2 separate regions of the Sus scrofa genome follow, and region 1 is linked to region 2. A link is a contact called in public HiChIP or PLAC-seq data. All regions are on one chromosome and are shown on one strand. Each heading gives the region's core, a stretch centred on a gene start, on an enhancer-like site or on the middle of the called end of the contact. The rest is flanking DNA. Distances are from core to core; before and after follow the strand shown. Region 1 overlaps LOC110262147 (a long non-coding RNA gene). Region 2 overlaps SMAD1 (SMAD family member 1).

The links. HiChIP or PLAC-seq counts read pairs in DNA pulled down with a chosen protein or histone mark.
Region 1: an H3K27ac HiChIP or PLAC-seq map of skeletal muscle shows a contact between it and region 2. The contact joins two enhancer-like sites. A contact is called at or near these places in 1 of 5 promoter capture datasets (liver), 1 of 47 Hi-C or Micro-C datasets (liver) and 1 of 2 datasets of contacts at active chromatin or transcription factors (skeletal muscle).

The regions. Positions count from the first base shown.
Region 1 is chr8:83,040,761-83,046,565 of Sscrofa11.1, reverse strand. The region is part of intron 1 of LOC110262147 (a long non-coding RNA gene); the gene reads right to left. Among named protein-coding and RNA genes, the nearest start is that of SMAD1, 56 kb to the right of the region's middle. Within about 2 kb of position 2,470, at least 4 of the 83 cell types and tissues checked have an H3K27ac peak or open chromatin away from gene starts, as enhancers often do. A contact at or near this core is called in skeletal muscle, where this site is marked.
Region 2 is chr8:82,938,460-82,944,573 of Sscrofa11.1, reverse strand. All of the region lies in intron 2 of SMAD1 (SMAD family member 1), which reads left to right. All of the region lies in intron 6 of LOC102165892 (a long non-coding RNA gene), which reads right to left. Among named protein-coding and RNA genes, the nearest start is that of SMAD1, 46 kb to the left of the region's middle. Within about 2 kb of position 3,058, at least 22 of the 83 cell types and tissues checked have an H3K27ac peak or open chromatin away from gene starts, as enhancers often do. A contact at or near this core is called in skeletal muscle, where this site is marked.

The sequences.
Region 1 (5,805 bases), core at 1,221-3,720, 100 kb before region 2:
CCCTTCCACACCCTGTTCCTATACTGCCGCGCATCCCCACCAGCCCTGCAAGTTGCACTATGGAACTTGTCCTTCAAAAAATTGGTCCGGCAGACACCTGACTTCGATGTCTAGGGGGCAGAGAAATCTTTTTGAGAGTAGGAACTGTCTTACTCTTCCATGTCCACTCCCAAACACAGTGCCAGGCATAGAATATAAACCCCCAAAATACCAACATCTTTCTATACTATAATTTTTTCTTTTTATGGCCGCACCTGCAGCATATGAAAGTTCTTGGGCCAGGAGTCAAATCAGAGCTGCAGCCAAGGCCTACACCACAGCCACAACAACATTGGATCCAAGGCATATCTGTGACCTATGCCATAGCTTAGGGCAATGCTGGATCCTTAATCCAGTGAGTGAGACCAGGGATTGAACCTGCATCCTCACAGAGACAACGTTAGTTCCTTAACCCACCGAGCCACAGTGGAACTCTACTATACTATAATTCTTGGTACCTTCTCTTGTAATAGGGAAGAATCTTTGTATTCTAGTTCAAGTGACTCACTAAAGGGATGTTGCCTATAAGCTTAAATTATATATAACAGCCCATTTCTGGGGACCCTGCCTCCGGGTAATGAGCATTAAGCTAAAATACCTTTGTTTAACTCACAGGAACACCCCAACCAGGCCCACCTGAGAATGACTGCAGGAAGGAAGAAATCAGCACATCCCTCCAGAGGTGGACCCGAACCAGGAAATGCTTGACTTGACTCACTGCCCCTCTCCCATTTCAGTATAAAGGAAGCCTGAATTCTAATCCAGGCAAGATAGTTCTTTGGGACATGAGTCCACCATCTTCTCGGTCTGCTAGCTTTCCAAATAAAGTTGCTATTCCTGGCTCTAACATTTCTCAATTTATTGGCCTGTCATGTGGCAAACAGTACAAGCTTGAACTTGGTAACACTCTTACTATGGAACCAGAGAAGAATGACTTTGCTGGATTTTTTTTTCCACTCATTTCTAAAAAAAAAAAATGTTAAAGGCTAATTCATCATGATGTGGGTTTATGCTTTAGCCGTTTAAAAAGATTGAGGCAAAGTGAACTGTACAATAATGATACAGGTATCATCAAGAGTTGAAGGTGACCTTAGCTATTACCTACATCTGTGATGTCTAGTGGAGGAGCCACTTCCACCAGTGACTATCAAGCACTTGAAATGTGACAAATACAAATTGAAACAAGCTTGTAAATGTAAAATACACATCAAAGATTTGGTGTGGAGAAAAATGTAAATTATCTCAATCATTTTTATATTGCTTATATGTTGCCACAGCAGCATTTTAGATATATTGGGGTAAATAAATTATATTTTAAAAATGTAGGCATTCCCATCATGGCCCAGGGGAAACAAAGCTGACTAGTATCCACAAGGACACAGGTTCGAACCCTGGCCTCACTCAGTGGATTAAGGATCTGGCATTGCCACGAGCTGTGGTGTAGGTCGCAAATGCTGCTCGGATCCAGCATGGCTATGGCTGTGGGGTAGGCTGGCAGCTACAGCTCCTATTTGACCCCAAGCCTGGAAACCTCCATATGCCATGGGTGCAGCCCTAAAAATTTTTTTTTAGATTAAAAAATTTTTAAAAATACCAGCATCTTTATATTGAGATGAGGAAGACAATGAAGGAGCATTTGCGTCCCGCCCAGGTAATACCTGGGAAGACCTCTGATGCAACAGCACATGTTGAGGGGAAAGGTCATTATGTCACACCTCGTGGTGTCAATCAATAGAAACAGCTGCCTTTTTGCTCTTCCTAGAGCTGTAAGAATTTGGGTTTCATCACTTCTGATCAATCCTAATATGTTAGGAAACTGCATTTACTCAAACATTAAAATGTGAGGAGAACTGCCTTGGAAAAAACATATAAACAGGTGTGATTTTAAATTCTGCTTATGAAGAATGTGGCCACAGATTGATAGATTCCCATTTGCTTTAAATGATGCCAGTGCTTCATATTTAGGTCACACATGTGGAATGTTCAGAGAGAGCACTCTAGGAGTACAGACATAAATCTTATCAGCATTTCCCCAAGTTGCTATTTGAGGAAAGAGAATCAACCCTGCAGTTGTGAATGGGAGCCTTTTTCATATTTCCTAAAAGAAGTGCCTGAGCAAGTTACACAATTCCCAACACGTCCATTTTTCGCTGGGAAAGGAAAATCTGAGCGTATTTCTGAGTACTTTGATGAAAAAGGTGATAGGACCTATTGGGAGAGTTCCCTCTGTAAAGAAAGGGCTCCCCGGACCCACAGCTGCTCATGACAGGGGAGCAGCGAGAACATTACTGTTCTTCATAATAAAGAGTTTCATCCTCTCTCAGAGGCCAAGAAATAGTCAAATGTTCGGGGCCAACTCCTACTCCTTTTGGTCACAGCCCTCTCTCACCCCTTGTGGATGTTCTTTTGGCAGCAACGGGAAGAGAAGAAGAAAATGTGTAGACCAGGAGGTGCGCCCTCCAGGAGAAGGGGGAGTGAACATACCAACAGTTCCTGGGTTAGGTGTGGAGGCAGCTGTTGAGCCTCAAATACACACATAAAGGCAAATTTAAAGATCAAGGACACAGATAGCACTGTATCATGTTTCCCCCAGCTGCATCTGATAGCTCATATTTTCATTGCTTTTTCTTAGAATAAATGTGAAATTGTCTCAAGCTTCACATGGCTATTGCAGAGCAGGTCCCAGTTTCAGCTTTCAGATGAATAGAGGAAACAGTGCTGTTCTTCTAATCTTCAAGCATAAAACTTGGGTCTACAAGAATCCCAGGAGTGAAAGCTTTGTGCTTCAAGCACCCCAAAAAAGTTAGGCAAAGTTGATTCCATCAAGTGACACCTAATTATTATCTACACATTTACATATTGACAGTGATGTGATACTAGGGAAATGTTTATTATTCTAAAGAGTATTTTAAAACAGCGATGCTGAATTTTCACGAAAAGAGCAGTATCTTCTGAGCATGTTGACAGGAGAGAGTATTGCATAAAACTGGGAGTTTTGCAATAGAAAGAGATCCAAGCCAGTCCCTTGGGGACATCACTGGGGCAGGATTCCATGCTTAGCCATACTATCAAAGGCCTCAGAATACCTGGAGGAGATAGGATCTGACCACACCTGATGTGATGATCTGAAAGACTGTCTTACCACAGGCCGTCAAAATATCTGGAGTTCCACCTTCAGAGCCATATTATGGTCTCCAGAAAGATCAACGCATGTGCAAATGTTTCACACCTGGGAGAAGCGTTGCATTAATTTCTTAATTCTACACTGGGCATGGGTAAGATAAGCAAATTGTGATATGCCCTAGAGAAATGGCTCCATGGGAAAGGAGGTGTTGGGGATGAGAAAGCCATAGGGACCCTGCCTGGGTTTGGGGAGAGGCAGTAGGCTGGCAAGTGTGAAGTGTACAGATCCTGAATTAGGGCAGGTAGACTTTAGAGAGAGCAAGAAGGGGAAAGTCTCAGGACCTGGTATTCTGGATTGTTTGATGGTAAATTCTACCAAGTGAGGGCAGAAGATTTCAGATTCTGGAAACTGGGAAAATGTCTCACTGTTTGGCTGGGTGAGGCTGAAATGAGAAATCCACCTTAACGCAGCAGGGATGGTGTACTTTATGAGAAAGTCAGCTCTGGGGAAGAAGGCACTGTGATTTCTCTCTGCTGACAAGCTCGAGAAAAGTGTTTCTCAGACAGTGGAATGTGAGCCACTGTGAAACCAGATGGATATTTGTACTTTAGCAATTAGGTATGTTTAATAGCTATTAGAAAATTATGAGTAGCATATCAAACCTATGACTTCATGACTACGACAAACCTTGGGAGAAGCTGAAGTAAAAAGAAAAACAGTGAATTTAGAGGAAAATGTTAAATAGACAAGAAAAAAAAATCACAAGGCATAAGAATGAAGCATGTAAAACACTGTTTTAGAATATTTAGAAATCAATGTACTGCCGCTTGGGCCATTTTTAAATTTCTAAAACATACCTTTAACTGACCTTCAGACACGACACTTAACTGAATGTGTTTATGTTGCCCCCAAAAGACCAAATCAGTGTGCCTGCATGAGCACTTCCTTAGCAATAGAAAATGACTTAAGAGTGGTAAAGTTTCTCTTTTTCCCTATCTTTAGACTATACATATAAGAGTATGTATGTATGCATATGATTATGTCAGTGTGTATATAATAAATACACAATCATTGATAATTTTAATATCATATACTGTAATAATTTTGTACTTTTCATCACTGTCTTTGAGATGATTAAAAATGTATTAACTACAGGAATCTACAAATATGAGTGATAGATGTGCTATTACTATTACTTACTTTCAGTTTTAAGAATTTTGCATCAAAATAGCAGTGACAAGTCAAAAGGCAAGGAGAGCTTTAATATTGTATTTTCTGCATCACTTTTATTGCAGCGTGATTTTCATTTAATACAACATAATAACTGGAGGTGTACAATATGACGGCCTCTGATCAAAGTACGGTCATGTAACTACCATAAACAATCATGCTATTTTCATCATCTCAAAAAGTTCTCTTCTAATCCTATAGTCAGTCTTCTACTCAGAACACCTAGCAATGAACCACTGATCTGATTTCTAGCACTATTGTTTTACCTTTTCTAGAATTTTATAGAAATGAAATCATACAGCATGATGTCTCGTTCATTGTTCCTTGTATTCGTTTACTATTGCTGCTGTAACAAACTACCACCAAGAGCATCTTAAAACAGCACAAGCTCTTTATCTCAAGTTCTCTGGGTCTGAGGTCCAACTGGTGTGGCTCAAGTGGATCCTCTGCCTAGATTTCACAAGGCCAAAATCCTAAGACAGCAAAGCTGTGCTCCTAACTGGAGGCCCTGGAGAATGATCTGCTTCCAAGCTCAAGCAGATCGTTGGCAGAATTCAGTCCCTTGTAGCTATAGGACTGGGGTCCATTTTCTGGCTGGCTCTCAGCTGAGGGCCCTCTTTAGCTCCAAGAGGCCCTTCTCTAGTGGTTGTATGTGGCCCCCTGTATCTCAGCACCAGCTCCAGCACATCAAATCCTTCTCATGCTTGGAGTCTTTTGGACTCTTCCACTCCTAGCTGCCTCTGTAGGACTCCAGCTAGAGAAAGTTCTGTGCTTTCAAAGGCTCATGTGATTAGATTGGGTCCACCTGGATAATCCAAGCTAATCTCCTTATGTTAAATCCTCAACATTAACAACATCTGCAAAATCCCTTTTGTGATTTAATGTAGCATACTCATAAATGTCAGGGGTTGGGGTGTGGACATCTTTTGGAGGGGTTCTACCTACCATACTGCTTTCAGTTAATTAATGCTTTTAAGGTTCATCTATGCAGTGTGTGTATTAACTGTTTATTTTTCTGCTGAGTACTATGTCACTGTACAGAGAGACCACAATTTATTTATTACTGGTTGATGGACATTTGGACTGTTTGCAGTTTTTTTCTAATATTAATGAAGCTGCTATGAAATATTTGTTTACAAGTGTTTTGTGCCTGTATTTTCTCTTGGGTAAGAACGTTTAACTTTAGAAAAAAGTGCCAAATTATTTCCAAAGTTGCAGTACCATTTTGCATATCACAAGCAACCTAGGAGAATTCTTGTTGCTCTGCATCCTCAGCAATAGTATTGTCAATTAAAAATACATACAATTTCTCTCATGGGAGTGGAGTGGTATTTTGTTGTAGTTTCAATGCCCTAGTTAGGCTAACAGTGAACATGCATTCATTTGCTATGTATGTTCTTTGATGAAGTCTA
Region 2 (6,114 bases), core at 1,809-4,308:
TTTTCCTGGTAAGAAGTGAGGCATAAAGACTAAATTCCCCATCAGTCGGCTAGTAAATGACTGTAGGAGACTTCCTCCAGCTTCAGAAGTCCACAACTGAAACCCACCTCTAACTGTTGCTAAACTTCCTGTGTGCCTTAGGAAGGACTTTTTCCTCTCCTGGTATTTTTAGCTGACACCCTGAAGTTTTTCTACCTCTAACAAACTATGTAGTCTCTAGTAACATCACACCTTCCGTCTGTGGTAGTTAAGCAAATAAATACTTGGCAAAAGAAAGCAACTTGGGTAAGGATGGAAGAGGAGGTGGAGGGAGGGGCTTGCATTTGAGAGCTGGCCACATGCCACCTCCTAGAGCTTGTCCCTTATAGCCCTGCCGAGAAACAGGTTCATGCCTGAATTCATGCAACAAGGACCCTGGGCTTCTTGTCCGAAGCCAATGCTTTTTCCTAGCACCATGCCGCCTGACCACAAAACCCGGAGACTTTGTGAATTTTCTTCTCAAATTAGTATAAGGCCATGCTGGTCTCTTCTATATTTTTCTTTTTTTAAAAAAAAAATCCTTCCTTCCTTCCTTCCTCCCTCCCTTCCTTCCTTCCTTTTGCTTTTAAGGGCCACACCTGTGACACATAGAAATTCCCAGGCTAGGAGTCAAATTGAAGCTATAGCTGCTGGCCTATACCACAGCCACAGCAACACAGGATCTGAGCCACTTCTACGACCTACAGTACAGCTCACAGCAATGCTGGAGACTTAACCCATCAGGCGAGGCCAGGGATTGAACCCGAGTCCTCATGGATAGTAGTTAGATTCATTACCACTGAGCCACGACAGGACCTCCTCTATATTATTCCAATTTAATCTGAATATCTGAGAGTTGAGACGGACACTGTATAGAGTTTTAGAGGTGAAAAGGGATGATTTCTAGAAATCTGACTTCAGGTGAGAAAATTTAAGTTCAAGTTCCACAACTGGTTAGAGACATAGACGGTGCAAGAGGTCTGGGATTGTGTTGGCAACAAATAAAGTACCCCTCATCTTCCCCACCCAGGCTGTATTCCTATATTCCCGACTTGGAGGTCTGATTTGCTTTGTCTGGGGTGAAGTACAGGAATCTGCCTTTTAAATAAGTGTCTGGCTAATTCAGATGCAAAAGCCTGAGGGCTGTACTTTGAGGAAGACTGATCTATATTGATCAGCTTATAACAAGCAGTTCAAGAAGAGTCATGCAATTCACAAATATACATTGATTGAGAAAACATTTATTAGGGACCTATTATATGCCGAGCACTGGATGATACAGAAGAAAGAAAACTCAGTTCTGCTCCCAAGGGGCTTATGGTCTGGGGGAAGTAAAGTCAAATTAGCAACAAAATGTTGTAGATGCTGCGATGATTTAAGCCGCAATGGGGCACAAAGAGTTCATTTCCACTGGAGAGGGAGGGGGGAGAAAAACCAAGAAGAACCCCATGGAGAAGATGACATTGGAACTGACACTTGGAAGTATGTCAGTGAGCAAAGGTACAGGAGGAATGACCCAGCAGATGGAAACTGCTAGAAGCTTGAGGTAGCTGGGTGAAGAGCAGGGTTGAAAGGACAGTGACCCCGAAAGATAGGTGGGAACAGGAATCTGCAGTAGGTTATGGAGTCTTAGCGGATGTCCTGTGGAGGCATAAATCTCACAGATAAGATGTATTTCAGGGGACTTGTCTGTGGTACAAAAAGGGACACTCATTGGCCTGGATTATCTAGGAGGTTGGGTTCTCAGAAGTTGATTTAGGCCCTTTTAAGGTAAATGGAAGATTTTTGCAGATACTTTGATTGAATACAGTTCATTTCTCTGTTTAAATTTTCTTCGCTGGAGTTCCCGTCGTGGCTTAGTGATTAATGAATCCGACCAGGAACTGTGAGGTTGCGGGTTCGATCCCTGGCCTTGCTCAGTCGGTTAAGGATCTGGTGTTGTTGTGAGCTGTGGTGTAGGTCGCACACTTGGCTCAGATCTGGCGTTGCTATGGCTGTGGTGTAGGCCAGAGGCTACAGCTCTGATTAGACTCCTAGCCTGGGAACGTCCATATGCTGCGGGTGTGCGGCCCTAGAAAAGACAAAAAAAAAAAAGACAAAAAAATTTTTTTTCTTCATATATTTGTCTTCCATTCATGTATTTCTACTCAAGAGTAATTAATATACTCCTCAAAAATAAATACAAAGTTGCTACCTTTAGGCAAAAATCACAGTAACTTTTAAAAAGATGGTCCCTCAAAAAAATTCAACCGAAGACTGGAAAGAGAATTTTAAAAGCAACCTCCACTCTGTCTTTTCAGTTTTGTGGCACTGAGTGCTGTAGTCTGGTGGTTATGAGCAGACCTTGATCCAAACTCTGGCCCTCGGCTCAGCAGCTGCGTGACCTTGGACGTGTCCCAGAGCTGGGCTGGGCCCGCTTCCTCATCTGCTGAGAGAATTCAGGGATCTGCCGTGAGCTCCACGTGCACAGAGACCATGGCTGCCCATTTACACCTGCCGTGCCCACCCAGAGCCTCGCCCGGGGTCAGTATTCAATGGGCGTGTATGTGCTACCCAGGGAACGTTATCTAATATCACTGCAAACCTTCCCTCTGCCGCCCCACCAGTAAGCAGGCAGAAAGATAAAGGGCCACCTCTCAGGGATTTGGGGCTATGTTTGCATTAAAATTTAACCTCCGTGGAAGGTTCTGAGACGCTTTTTTCTTCATTCAGTGTATTTTCTCGGACGTATCTTGAGGGTAAGGCATTTTATTTCATGAGTGCGTATACTATTAACTTTTAAGTGGTCTTACCCTCTCCTCCACTCTCTCCTGGAAATGCTTCTGTTTAGAAGGTCACTGAACACACACTGTATCTGGGGACATCTGTCTAGGGTAGATACTATCCTGGGCACAGCTGCTCTGGCAGCCTGGCCGCCTGCTCTCCCTCCTCCTGCCCCCACCTGACCTGTTTTTAAATGCTGAACCTACTCTCAGGCCATCCTCCTGTTGGCGTTGGCTCTGAGCCACCTTCCCGCTCATGGGTGACCTCACTGGCTGACCTGAAACCCGCTGGGATGGGGGCTGGCACTGAACTCCGAGGCTCCAGATGTCCCCAAGGCAGGAGCTGCAGCAGTCAGCGGATGGCACAGCTTCAGGCAGGAAGGCCCTTGGAATTTGAGATGCTAGGAAACTGAGAGACTTGCTCAAAGTCACAAAAGTAATAATCATTGCAGCCAGAGCTAGAGCTCAGACCTCTGGACCCTTACCTAAATTCGTTTTCCGAGTCTTCAGAGCTAAAGGGCATTTGTGTACCATGGGGTCACAGCTGGCTTATTTGCTATCATGTCTCTGTGGATAAACATAGGCAGAGACCTGGTAGCTTTGTTATTAGAACTCTCTTGTGTGTTTTGTTTGAGAAAAATAAAAAACAAAAAAACAAAACCTTGTTCATGAACATTTGGCAGATCACAACCTTTTCAGCCTTAGTCTGGTCACTAGACTACACTGATGACTTGGTCATAGAATTGCAAAGAGTATTCAGAGTCTCAGATCTAGAGGGTGTGCGGGAGTGCTTTCCAAAACTCAGCCCCTCCCTCCCATTTTAGCTGTTTCTTTTTCATTCCTTTTCCTTGTGCCTCGGTAACCCAGAAAAGCTGAGTCCAGTCTCAGAATCACAAATGTTTCCTAAAACAAAGATACCTTCTAACACTTGTTAGTTTAGTTTCTCTGTAGACTAGAAAAGTGATACATTTTTTAAAGAAAGAGATGCATAAATGCCTCGAAAAGTGGAGGTTTTACATCACCAAAAAAAGAGGCAGAAATCTGACTTTTTTCCTCCCAAAAGGTCAAGAAAAGGCAGGAAGAAAGCTTCCTCCTTTTAAAGACACACAGCAATTATTAGTGATTTTTCAGTGGGTAGAGAGGTATGGTGAATGCCCTCAGAGCCCTCCTTGCGTCCCTCCGCCCCCAGGATGCACATGAAGAGGTGATGTGGCAGAGCTCAGGGTTGGTTTGTTTTCTTTAACCAGGGTTAGAACTCTTAGAATATAGGACTGACTCAAGTCTGATTTTTAAATGATTCCAGTCAACAATTTATGTGTGTGTAGGAAGGGTTCTAACAGGGGGCTCCTCTTTCAAAGGAGATTCTTATCATTCAAATCAGCCAGTTGGGATCAGCCCTTAAAGGGCAGCTTTAGTCATTCTCTCAAGTTGCCAAGTAGGAGTGACCTTATCAGTGTGCTGAGGAAAAGGGCCCCCACAAGAGTCAGTGCTCCCACGTTTCTGGTTTCCCTAGGATAGAAATAGACTGAAACATGGAAAGAGATATTAAGAGGAAGGCATTCCTCAGCCTCACCCCCTTCCTACATCTGACTTGAGTTAGGCCTACAGTTTGCAAATCCTAGTTCTTGCAGCTGGATAATCAACCTCTCACACAAGAAGGAAGAATTGCACATAGGCTTGTTTAAATATAAGATCGTCCTTCTGCATATTGATTCTTTCCTTGTCCCCAGTAGAAATCTTCATATTGAAGTATTGCTGAAGAGAAGGAGCCAGGACTAGGGTGGGGGTGGGGAGACGTGGCAGAGAGCAGAGCCTGTCCTTTGGGATGCCACACAGCCCAGAGAGAGGCACCTGAGCCTTGTCATCTTAGGGCAGCTGGGGTGTGGAGGCTTAACCTGCCAACTTGCTTCCGCACGTCTCTCCTCTGCCGCGTGACTACTTTCTTGGACTTTCAGACCCCAGACCCATATCTTTACTGAATTTAATTCATTATTATTTATAGTTCAGATGACCATAAAGTTTATTGCCCAAACCAGGACACTTTTGAGAGTGACAGGGTGTCCTGTTAATAATTCCATCCAAGGAAGTCCCATCATGGCTCACCAGTAACGAATCCAACTGGTATCCATGAGGACACAGGTTGGATCCCTGGCCTCACTCAGTAGCTCGGATCCAGCATTGCTGTGGCTGTGGTGTAGGCAGGCAGCTATAGCTCTGATTCGACCCCTAACCTGGGAACTTCCATATGCCAAGGGTTATGCCCTAAAAAGCCAAGAAGAAGAAGAAGAAGAAGAAGAAGAAGAAGAAGAAGAAGAAGAAAATCCCATCTGTTCCAGGAAGACTGGGATTGTCCCAGGGAAACCAGAATACTGACACTTCTTCAAACTATACACGTCAGATTGGATCAGCCTTCACCTATTAGCATCATCAAGGAGTTAGAAGCATCTCATAACTGAACTTAGTCAGTTAGCCTGGAGTTTTCTCCTTTGACTTGAGTAACCTTAACTTTAATCTGCCCAGAAACACTTCTGGAATTTATTCTACTCATCCGTCCCTTAAACTGTACAGGACCTAATTTAACATTCTTGGAAAGGTAGTCATCGAGACGGGACAGAACCTCAGTGGTTGAGAGTGCTCATTGCCTTTGTTTTGAATCTCAACTCTGGACCCTTTCTCTGTGACCTTAGGTACGTTATCCCTCTGGCACCCTTATTTGCAAAGTGTGATAATATGCTCAGCATGGTTCCAGGCTTCAAGTAAATATCTGTGGTGTTAATATGTGTTCGGTAGAGCGTGGTGATCACCTAAAAATCAGTTGGGCAAACATCTCCTTGCTTCTACATAAGTACTCTTAGTTCTAGAGTCTAGTTTATTACCTTAGCTGCCTCCCTCCTTGCTGGTACCAGTCACTTTTTACTATAATTTTCCGAACAGTAACTTGCTAGACTTGTGATGCTGAGTAAGTAGGAAATCCATACATTTAAACTGCGGTACGTCCACCCAGCCCAGTGCAGTGCCACGCCAGGTACTCAGAGCCACAGGTAACATGGCAGCCACCTCTTCCTGGAGGGTCGGTTTTACTTGATTATAAGTTATTTAAGATATCGCTTCTATATTTGATAAGTAATGAAGAGTAGAGCATAAAATGTTTTTAAGTTGGTTAAAATAACTCAAAATGTCAGTGTAATTTCAGTTCCCTTGGAAACCCTGGGGCCCTAGGTAGGTTTACTTGCCTCTGTCACTCATGCTTACATTGGTGGAAAATGTTGAGAAATCTCAGGAAAATGTCTCTCAGAAAGATTCTGAGGGTAATTTGAGAGGGTTTGAGGCACAG